Regions from separate parts of the Mus musculus genome. Here all the other regions are linked to region 1. Evidence: chromatin contacts called from public HiChIP or PLAC-seq data. All regions are on one chromosome and are shown on one strand. The core of a region is the stretch at or near the end of the contact, and the rest is flanking DNA. Distances in the headings are between cores, read along the strand shown.

Region 1 (3,012 bases), core at 341-2,840:
GAGACTAAAATTAAAATCGTATCACTCTTTGTACATATCAAGAAACTGCATATGACATAGTTGGTTATTTTAGTTTAATGTCTTTCATCAAGTTGTGGGCTGTGGATGAGATCTCTTTCAAAGGAACAACTGGGATGATGATAGATCCATTTGAAGATTACTTATATGTTCTTGACAAATCTAGGTCCAGTATCACAGAAGCCTCTACGCAAAGCTTGCTTGTATCACAGCCATGCCTTACTCCAGAATGAATGACCCAATAGAGAGTGTTAGAGCTGTACTCATAGTGAGAGTGGTGATGCTTTCTTAATCCAACTTTGGAGACATTGTGTCACTTCTGCCACAGTGTATTAGAAATACAGCAGTGATTTCAGTGCACAGTCAAGGGAGAGGGGGAAGATTATCAAGGACATGAAGGCTAGGGAGCAGGAGTTGCTGGAGACCATGTGAGAGGAATCCTACCACAATCAAGAGTTCTTGGTCCACATTAACCGTCCAACTCACATAATTTTAAGAGAACAGGATACTTGTAGGTAGAACACGGAAGCATCTCAGAATTGAAAACTGCAACCCAGAACCAAAGGACCCTGCAGCACTGTGTAGAGCACAGTGGTTATCTCTTCTCCGGGACTTCTATTTTTGTTGTTTTAACATCGAAGCTTTCTTTATTTCTCCTTTTTACACATAGATGTTTCTTCTGGGACTCCTTTGCTAGTTTCTTTTCTCATTCCTAGATTTTAAATATCAAAGTGCTGCAGGGATCAGTCTTCAAGCCGCTTCTGTTTTCCTCTGACCCCAGCTCTTAGAGGGTAGCTTAGAGCACTGTACTTTCAGTGGTATTTGCACGCTAAATAATTTCTTTATTAGGACAATTCTGACTGGTGTAACAAATAGAATTTAAAATACTTAATGACTATGCATGGTAGACAATTGTTTTTAGCTGATGGGAAGTGTAAGATGAGTAGTCTGGATCAGTTGACAGGGTCCCTTGAAATGAAAATGTAGGTTTCTTCCATTGGGGGCAGCGGGGTTCTGGGGTCTTCAATTCATAGCTTTAAAGATTCCCATATGTGTTGACAGCAAGCCCAGAAAGCATGGGAAAAGAAAAAGTCTGGAAGCTCAAGTATAAAGGGTTTCTAGTGGGTGAGACCTAACACAGTACTCAGCTTTGTTCATATGATTCAGACTGTGATTCTGTTGTGGGCTCAGATTAAATGACAAGGGTGTCTGGAAGCTTCACTCTAGATCCAGGAAATAGACAGAGGGGTTTGTCTCTAATCACACTTATCATTTTTCGCCATCTTCGCTCATTTCCTCAACTCTTCTCTTTCGTATCAATATATCTGTTACTGATTTGCTACCTAATTGGTACCTGATTGTGTTAACACTCAGTGTGTAAAGTAAGGACAACGGAAGGGGAATGGCATCTCCTGCAATCACTGGCTTAAATATCACAGAGGAGATTTAGTGACTCTGCCTAAGTCACCTGACTTCCTCTTGCCCCAGTCACTGTCTCAGGGAGACGCTTTGTTCTGATTGGTCTTGTCTCCTCTGTTACCAGGAAGACTGAACCTTGCTACAAGCATTCGATGCAGCCACTGGAAATGTTTCTGTGGCCTGAGTAGTTGCCACAACTGGTGCTTCCCTCACAAAGTGTTGACAGCTGTGCAAAACACAGAAGTTGAGGTTTGGCCAGCTATGGTATAGACCTTACCTCAGCAGTTTTATTTGGCTCATGTGACAAACCATACCAGACATTGGCATGCACATATTTTTATTCATTTATTCATTGCTTCTATAGTAAAGAACAGACCTAGGCAGGACCCTGTATGTGAGATGCACACTTCTATTATGATATGCTAGAGAAAATAGGCATTCAGGGAGCATAGCTCATTTTCTTGTGATGCACAAATCATCCAGTTTAGCTTCACCTCAGCTTTGTGACTCAACCTAATTAACATCACTACCTGAATCCATGCGGAGTTTGTGGGGGTTGCTTCTTAGATACCACCATTGGATGAGAATAAAAGCTAAGGTTTCTGTCAGTATACCAGCTAGAGGAAAAAAAAATCACATAAAAGTTCTCTGTTCTCTTTAATGAAGTTTGCCAGGGAGAGTCTGATTTCAAGGCCATTTCCTCTAAGATAGCCATGAATACATTGCACTTACTTATAATTGATTGAAACAGTATCTCCCGGAGCAGCTTCCCCAGAGCAGGCAAACTAGGAGATAGACAGGTAGGTCAGGGGTCTGATGCAGACTTTGATTGCAAATTGGATATTTCTCCGCTAAAAGCACTTTGGCTGCCGACATCAAACTGAACAAGAAAAGCCATCATGGTCTTTCCCCCATGGTATCCAAAGAGTGAAGCTCTCAAAGTGAGGTTTCTCAGGCCCATAGTATCCGTGTCACCTGTACATTTATTAGAGACGTGAATCCTCGAGCCCCACTGCAGTCTTACTGAATCAGAGACCCCGAGGTTAAGGCCCAGACCACTGTGTCACATACTCTGGAGGAGATGTGGTGTCAGCTCAAATTTTAGAACAACTCTTTTGACCATTAATAGTGATTTTTTTTTCCAGACAATGACTAAAATGAAACTTGACCTTTTCTTGGCTCTACATTTCTGTTGGTATTTTATCTAGAAGTGAAAGTGGTTTTGGTGCAGTTAATATCCCACTTCTAACAACTTCGACCACAAGGAATAAGAAAAACCTGAGCATTGCATGCAGCCGGTATTTCATCTTAAACCTGGTAAAACTATACTTGATGTTTAAGCAAACCTGCCCCTACCAGCTCTTTGAGTAGAAGGACATAGTTTTCGCTTTGCTCTCTATTCTTCCAACCACTCTCCAAAACACAAAGACAGCTCCAGAAAGCAGAAACCCAGAATGGCCTGGAAACTTTTCAAGACCAAAGATTCAGTTAGGTTAAGCTGTAGGACTGAACTGCATCTAACATTATAGCTGCCATTTCTTGATATTCGCTCAACAGCAACTGCCACCTACCTCT
Region 2 (3,012 bases), core at 206-2,705, 190 kb after region 1:
AACATTGACCATATAAGCCATGAGAGGCTAAAGAAACATGACTAACAAGTGGTTTCTGAGATGTACAGCAAGACCAAAGAAAGGTCGATAGGTAAAAATTAAGACTAAGTGTGCTGTGGACACTAGTGACAGAGTTATCAACTTGGTCCATTAATGACAGCAAATGCATTGTAAAAGTGTCAGGCAAAAGCAAAATGGAACAGCAAGGATGGGGGCATGGCCACTCTGTCATTGTCACAGATTTTTGTAAGTCTAAAACTGTTCAAAATGTTTCCTTCTTGTAACAGTTTGGGCAATTAGAGTATTTTAGATTACAACTAGAATTACAAAAGCAAACATTTATTAATCAATTTCTATATCATAGCCACATTTCATGCATTGGTTTTAGCCCCAAATAGCCTGCATTAGAAAAATGTCATTTATAATAAATTGAGCCAAAGTATAATCATAAATTTGCATAGTAAATAGTAAAAATAAGTTGTCTGATTGAATGTCCATTCTGAAAAGAAAAGCTAAATTTATTAAACTAATTTTATTAAATACATATCTTTTGGCATTTATAGTATTTATAGTTCTGAATTATTAGAATCAACAAGGTACAAATCTTCTTAGGATTTTTTTTTAATCATAGAGACAAAGACTTGTGTTTTTAAAAGCCCCCAATGATGCTATAGCTGAAGGTCCTCATCACACTGTAAATAAGAAGACCCCAGGGACTGGAGACAGTTAAGAACACCGGCTTCTCTTCCTGAGGACCAGGGTTTAACTCGCAGCATCCGTTTAGCAGCTCACAACTGTCTGTAACTCTAGCTCCAGGGGATTAGAAGCTGTCTTCAGGCCTCAGTGGGCACCAGGCCAGGCATTAGGCATGTGAGTGACACATGGGCATACATGCAAGAAAACCACCCATACACCAAAATAAGAAGATGTTACATTGTTCTCCATATCATTTGCTATGTGTATCTTCTACAGTTAGCGCTCAAAGCAGATGGGTTGTATTTATTTATGTATTTTTATTTATTATTATTAGTGTGTGCATTGTGTGTGTGTGTGTGTGTGTGTGTGTGTGTGTGCACGCGAGAGTGCATGTGTACACACTTGCAGACACATGCATGCCATGGACTCATGTGTACCATAACACATATGTGGGAGTCAGAGTACGGCTTTCCTGAGTTGGTTCTCCTCTTCAACTAAGGGTTCCTAGGATCAGTCTCGGGTCCTCAGGCTTGTGTGGTAAGCACCTTTATCTACTGAGCTGTCTCTCCAGGCCAAGGGCTTTAATATTTTTATATGAGTTTTGCAGTGGACGTGTATGGAAGCATGAAATGCTATGTTTTTCCTTACGCTAGCATCTTAAAGAAAAGGGTTTTTCCAAGTTCCATTCTATGACTCACAGATTAGCTTCCTCTCCTTCAGAAGCCTGCTGCTCTCTAAGAAGTCTGAGTAACTCCACAACACCACAAGGAAGCTCACATTGGCTATGAGCAGATGCCAGAGGGTCATATTCAGGGTCACCGGGTGACTGTCCTGTGAGCAAGGCTCTACTGAACCTTCACCCCAAATGAATGCAACCAAAAGACATGAGCTGACAAGACATAGGGCTGAAAGTCTGCCTAAACTCCTGACATTCAAAATCTTAAAAATCTGCTCTTATTTTTAAGCCATTAACTGAAACGGTTTGTAACATAAAAACAGACCATCAAACTGAGGAAATTGGACAGATTTTTGGCACCATCGAGGTGGACCCACATTTATTTAACTTTATATAACTGGTCACAAATTAAGTCTGGGAATGGGCATGGTCCTGAAAGCCTTTATAAGATTGTCACATAGAATTAGAGTTTGTGGCCATGAACTATCTAAAACTGTGAGTGTTGGAGACTGAGCTGGGAAACCACACTGAGTCTGAACAGTCACAATTTAGCAAGTCGTTAACATCTGGGATTCACCAGAGGAACACAATGAAACAAAACTTTCTTCCTAACAGTTCTCTGTAGCACACTACTTTGCACAAGGCGTGCAGCAGAGAGGTAAAGAACTCTGCAGCCAGAGGTTCCAGGAAGACAGCAGTGCCTTCTCCCTAAATGATACACGAACACCTAAGCTCCATTTCTGCCAAGTGCCTTCTCCAGGACAGCACATCTGCCTTACACAGAAAGGAAGAGAACGGATCCTTTTTTTTTTTTTAAGCTACATTTTCAGAATTGAATTCAGTGCCTTGTATTCGGTTGTAAGCTGAAATTTAGGTGAGGAAACAGCTAGACAATTCTCACTTAAAGCCTGAAGAAAGGGTTTTAAGATTCTACATTGCAGAGATGGCTACTGGGTCCTTTCACATATGCTGGGAATTCGTTAAGGGGCTGTGTATGCCAAGCCACGCCACCAATTCCGAGACATTGACTCTAACTGAGATGTCTTTATTCTGGTCACACCGGCAGAGTCGCACCTCAGCTAATGTCTACTGACGCATGACACTTTTGCCTGCCCTTTAAGCCATTTATATATTTGCTTTAGGCAGCGTGCACTCTGTATCTATTGATATATAACTGTCACGGGGGTGAATCTAAAACGCCAGGGTTGGAGGAAAAGGAAGGAAGGAGAGAGGGAGGGAGGGAGGGAGGGAGGGAGGGAGGGAGGGAGAGAAGGAGGAAGGGAGCGAAAGAAGGAGGAAAAAAAAAAAAAGCACTGGCTTGCCCTGGAAGGCTGTCTGCTTTTTGAAGCTTCAGATTTCAAAAGCCACAGTCAGTGCTGTGGTGGTTTTGATTATAATTGTTGCTATGTGGCCCTCGTGGTTTTCAGGGCACCTCGTATGTGACCACGCGTGGAACAGGCTGAATAGCGCTGATTAGTGCATGACTATGACACAGAACTGTCTAGAGGTCTTCCAGGCCCCTGTGCTCTCTGGGAGGGGAATGCCCTGAGGCTGGGCTGTTCAGCCTTTGGATGTGTTAACATGAAATAGTTTCCCCGCTCCAGTTTCCACTCGCGCGCGGTTTTTTTCCTGGCTCCAAC
Region 3 (3,012 bases), core at 379-2,878, 140 kb before region 1:
TGGGGATCAGAAGTGGAGGAGGCTTATGAAACATTTTGGGGACCCCCCCCCCCCGAATAGCTGGAGGTGTTAAAGCTTAGAGCTAAGATCACCGTGGTTTTGCGTTTGTGTTATCCTGGCTAGGACCACTCAGGTGTCACGGCAAATCTAGACTTTCAGAGTTTGCGGTGATGGATACGATTGAGTTTTTGTCTTCATCAAGTCTAAATCTGTTCATTAGTTCTAAGATTTTGCTTGATTTGAAAGGACTGGATTTGGGGCCTCAGAAGATGAAGACATGTAAAATAAATTAAAGACATCAGAGTAGTAACTGTTTTGTTCTGTTTTCTGTTTGTTTGCTTTTCAAGACAGGGTTTGTCTAGGTAGCCCTGGCTGTCCTGGAACTCTATATGTAGACCAGGCTGGTCTCAAACTCAGAGATCCATCTGCCTCTGCCTCCTGAGTACTGGGATTAAAGGTGTGTGCTACTAACACATGGCACTATTAACCTTGACTATGAAATACACTTTAATACTGAAAACACTGAGGTGTAAACTGTTCATAGCTGCACTTTTAGCCTTGAGAAGATAACCTTATAAAAACCACAGAACCTCAACATTGAGGTGTGTAGGTAAATAGACCACAGAAGTTGCTTCCTGTCTAGTTCCTCAATCGCTCTTTGATGTTAAGGTGAACTTAAAGGTTTTGTTACTTGGAGGTCAAGGTGAGGCTGTGCTGTCCTGTAGTGTAGTCATGACCGTAACAGTGATGGGCGCAGACTGATGACCATTGAAGTTACTGCATCCGAAGCTTCGAGTGCCCGAGCTCTAGTTCCCTCTGTAACAGGTTCTTAACCCCATTTTACAGACAAGGAAACCAGGACTCAGGATTTTGTTGTTCCCTATTTTTATTTTCCCCAGGCAGGGTCTTGTGAGTCCATACTGGAGTCTAACTAACTATCTAGCAGAGAATATCCTTGAACAAGAGGGTAGCCTCTTGCTTCCATACCCTGGATGCTGGAACAAAGGGCCAGCATCACCACACAGCTTCCCAGCTCAGAAGGTTTAAATATCCCAAGGCTACAAAGCTACAAGATGATGGAAACATGATTTGAAATACATGATTTGAAATTTGACTGCTGCAAAGCTCACATGTCAAAGGCAGGGGAAGGTGAAATGGTTAAGGCTTAAATCAAGGTAAAACCATGGGCAAAATGTCGAGAGTCCTAGCACGGGACTGCGGTTCAGCATAAGGCTGTGAAGTTCCTTTCTTAGCTCAGTCATAACAACCAGACATGGCAGGCAGAGAGCACTTTGTGTGCACTGCCTTTTGATTCTAACGGCAGCCTAGAGGAGCTACTACAGTGCCCGTTACACAGACAAGGCAACTGAGGCTGTAAAGACAGTTTGGTAAGTTTCAACTAGCGTCTGTTTGGCTCCAAGCGGTGCTCACGAATGTAAATTATCTTTTGACCGACCGACGTGACTTCTGTTTTTCCTGACGAACCACGGTGTCTTTTCAAAAACCGGGTTTCTCTTTCTGTCCCTGTTCCCAAGTCTTTTAGGTTGCCTGTGACCACTTTTGTAGCCCCAGCTTCATTATCCAGGTTCACACCGGAGGATCCACATGGTGGCACTGTAACCTCACACAGTTAAAACATGAGGAAAAAGGAGGAAAAAAAAAAAAACCCACTTGTTTCCACTGCACTAGGCAGGCCAGACTCAAGTCTGACAGACAGTCATGGACAGGCAGACTGGCCTTAATTAGACCGGCTTTAGCATTCTACCCTTTCTGGTTACAGACACACAGAACGCATTCTCCTCCAGCTACACCCAGGAGTGAAGATTCCAGAGACCCCATGCCCAATGGCAGGGTGTTGATCCTAACTAATATCACAACATCTAAGAGCACACCACCAAGACCTCTCCAAAGCCAGGAAATGCATGACTATCCCTTTCAAAATATTTTTTATCTGACTCTCATAAGCCCCTATCTCTTTAGACTTTCTGAAGTGGTGGGCTTTCTGAGAGAACAAAAGGAGGGAAAGACAGACAAATTAGGGAGAAAGGAAAAGGATCAACTCTCTGCATACATGACATTAAGTGCAGTACCCAATATCCCCAGACACACTTCCTTATGCATGGGAAGGCTTACCCAGTTTCTGTCTTGCAGGCTGTAAGATATATTAAAGGTATAAATTCATGATGTATCTTTAGGTGTTTGGTGATGCAAGCTGTTTCTTCAGTACTTTGCTTTCTTTGCTTCCAACTAAGAAAAAAAAAAAGACCAAGATCCTTCCATGTCACAGGAGGGAGGAAGACTTTCCAAGAGGGCAGATCTATAGACAAAGAGAAATCTTGCCAGTCTAGGAATGTAAAAAAAATATGCATAAGGTTGATGGAACAAAAATATTTTTACCCAGATGTAGCTGTCTCTTGTGAGACTATGCCGGGGCCTAGCAAACACAGAAGTGGATGCTCACAGTCAGCTAATGGATGGATCACAGGGCTCCCAATGGAGGAGCTAGAGAAAGTAGCCAAGGAGCTAAAGGGGTCTGCAACCCTATAGGAGGAACAACATTATCAACTAACCAGTACCCCGGAGCTCTTGACTCTAGCTGCATATGTATCAAAAGATGGCCTAGTCGGCCATCACTGGAAAGAGAGGCCCATTGGACAGGCAAACTTTATATGCCCCAGTACAGGGGAACGCCAGGGCCAAAAAGGGGGAGTGGGTGGGTAGGGGGTGGGTGGGTATGGGGGACTTTTGGTATAGCATTGGAAATGTAAATGAGCTAAATACCTAATAAAAAATGGGAAAAATAAATAAATAAATAAATAAACAAATTAATAAATAAAAATATTTTTATTTGTATATTTTTAAGTCTTTTTGAAGTAGATAGCAACCAGAGAGAATCATGCTTTTCAAGATAAGTGGCAAGATTCACACTCATGACTGCTTGTCTTAGGAAGAGTCTTCAGGGCCAGTTTCATTTTAAAGATTTGGGGAATCACTCTACCCAGATGCCTGAGT

Evidence for each region. HiChIP or PLAC-seq counts read pairs in DNA pulled down with a chosen protein or histone mark.
Region 2: an H3K27ac HiChIP or PLAC-seq map of bone marrow-derived dendritic cells shows a contact between it and region 1, with 7 times the contacts expected there. The contact joins two enhancer-like sites. A contact is called at or near these places in 4 of 115 datasets of contacts at active chromatin or transcription factors (Th17 cells, bone marrow-derived dendritic cells, embryonic basal ganglia and 1 more) and 1 of 9 other capture datasets (bone marrow-derived macrophages).
Region 3: a contact with region 1 is called in an H3K27ac HiChIP or PLAC-seq map of bone marrow-derived dendritic cells, with 5 times the contacts expected there. The contact joins two enhancer-like sites. A contact is called at or near these places in 4 of 484 Hi-C or Micro-C datasets (bone marrow-derived dendritic cells, bone marrow-derived macrophages, muscle stem cells and 1 more) and 1 of 115 datasets of contacts at active chromatin or transcription factors (bone marrow-derived dendritic cells).

Annotation. Positions count from the first base shown.
Region 1 is chr10:96,272,596-96,275,607 of GRCm38.p6, forward strand. No RefSeq gene overlaps it. Among named protein-coding and RNA genes, the nearest start is that of Gm40747, 15 kb to the left of the region's middle. Within about 2 kb of position 1,591, at least 111 of the 459 cell types and tissues checked have an H3K27ac peak or open chromatin away from gene starts, as enhancers often do. A contact at or near this core is called in Th17 cells, bone marrow-derived dendritic cells and bone marrow-derived macrophages, where this site is marked.
Region 2 is chr10:96,457,921-96,460,932 of GRCm38.p6, forward strand. No RefSeq gene overlaps it. Among named protein-coding and RNA genes, the nearest start is that of Gm33843, 140 kb to the right of the region's middle. Within about 2 kb of position 1,456, at least 65 of the 459 cell types and tissues checked have an H3K27ac peak or open chromatin away from gene starts, as enhancers often do. A contact at or near this core is called in Th17 cells, bone marrow-derived dendritic cells and bone marrow-derived macrophages, where this site is marked.
Region 3 is chr10:96,130,698-96,133,709 of GRCm38.p6, forward strand. No RefSeq gene overlaps it. Among named protein-coding and RNA genes, the nearest start is that of Gm40746, 49 kb to the right of the region's middle. Within about 2 kb of position 1,629, at least 52 of the 459 cell types and tissues checked have an H3K27ac peak or open chromatin away from gene starts, as enhancers often do. A contact at or near this core is called in bone marrow-derived dendritic cells and bone marrow-derived macrophages, where this site is marked.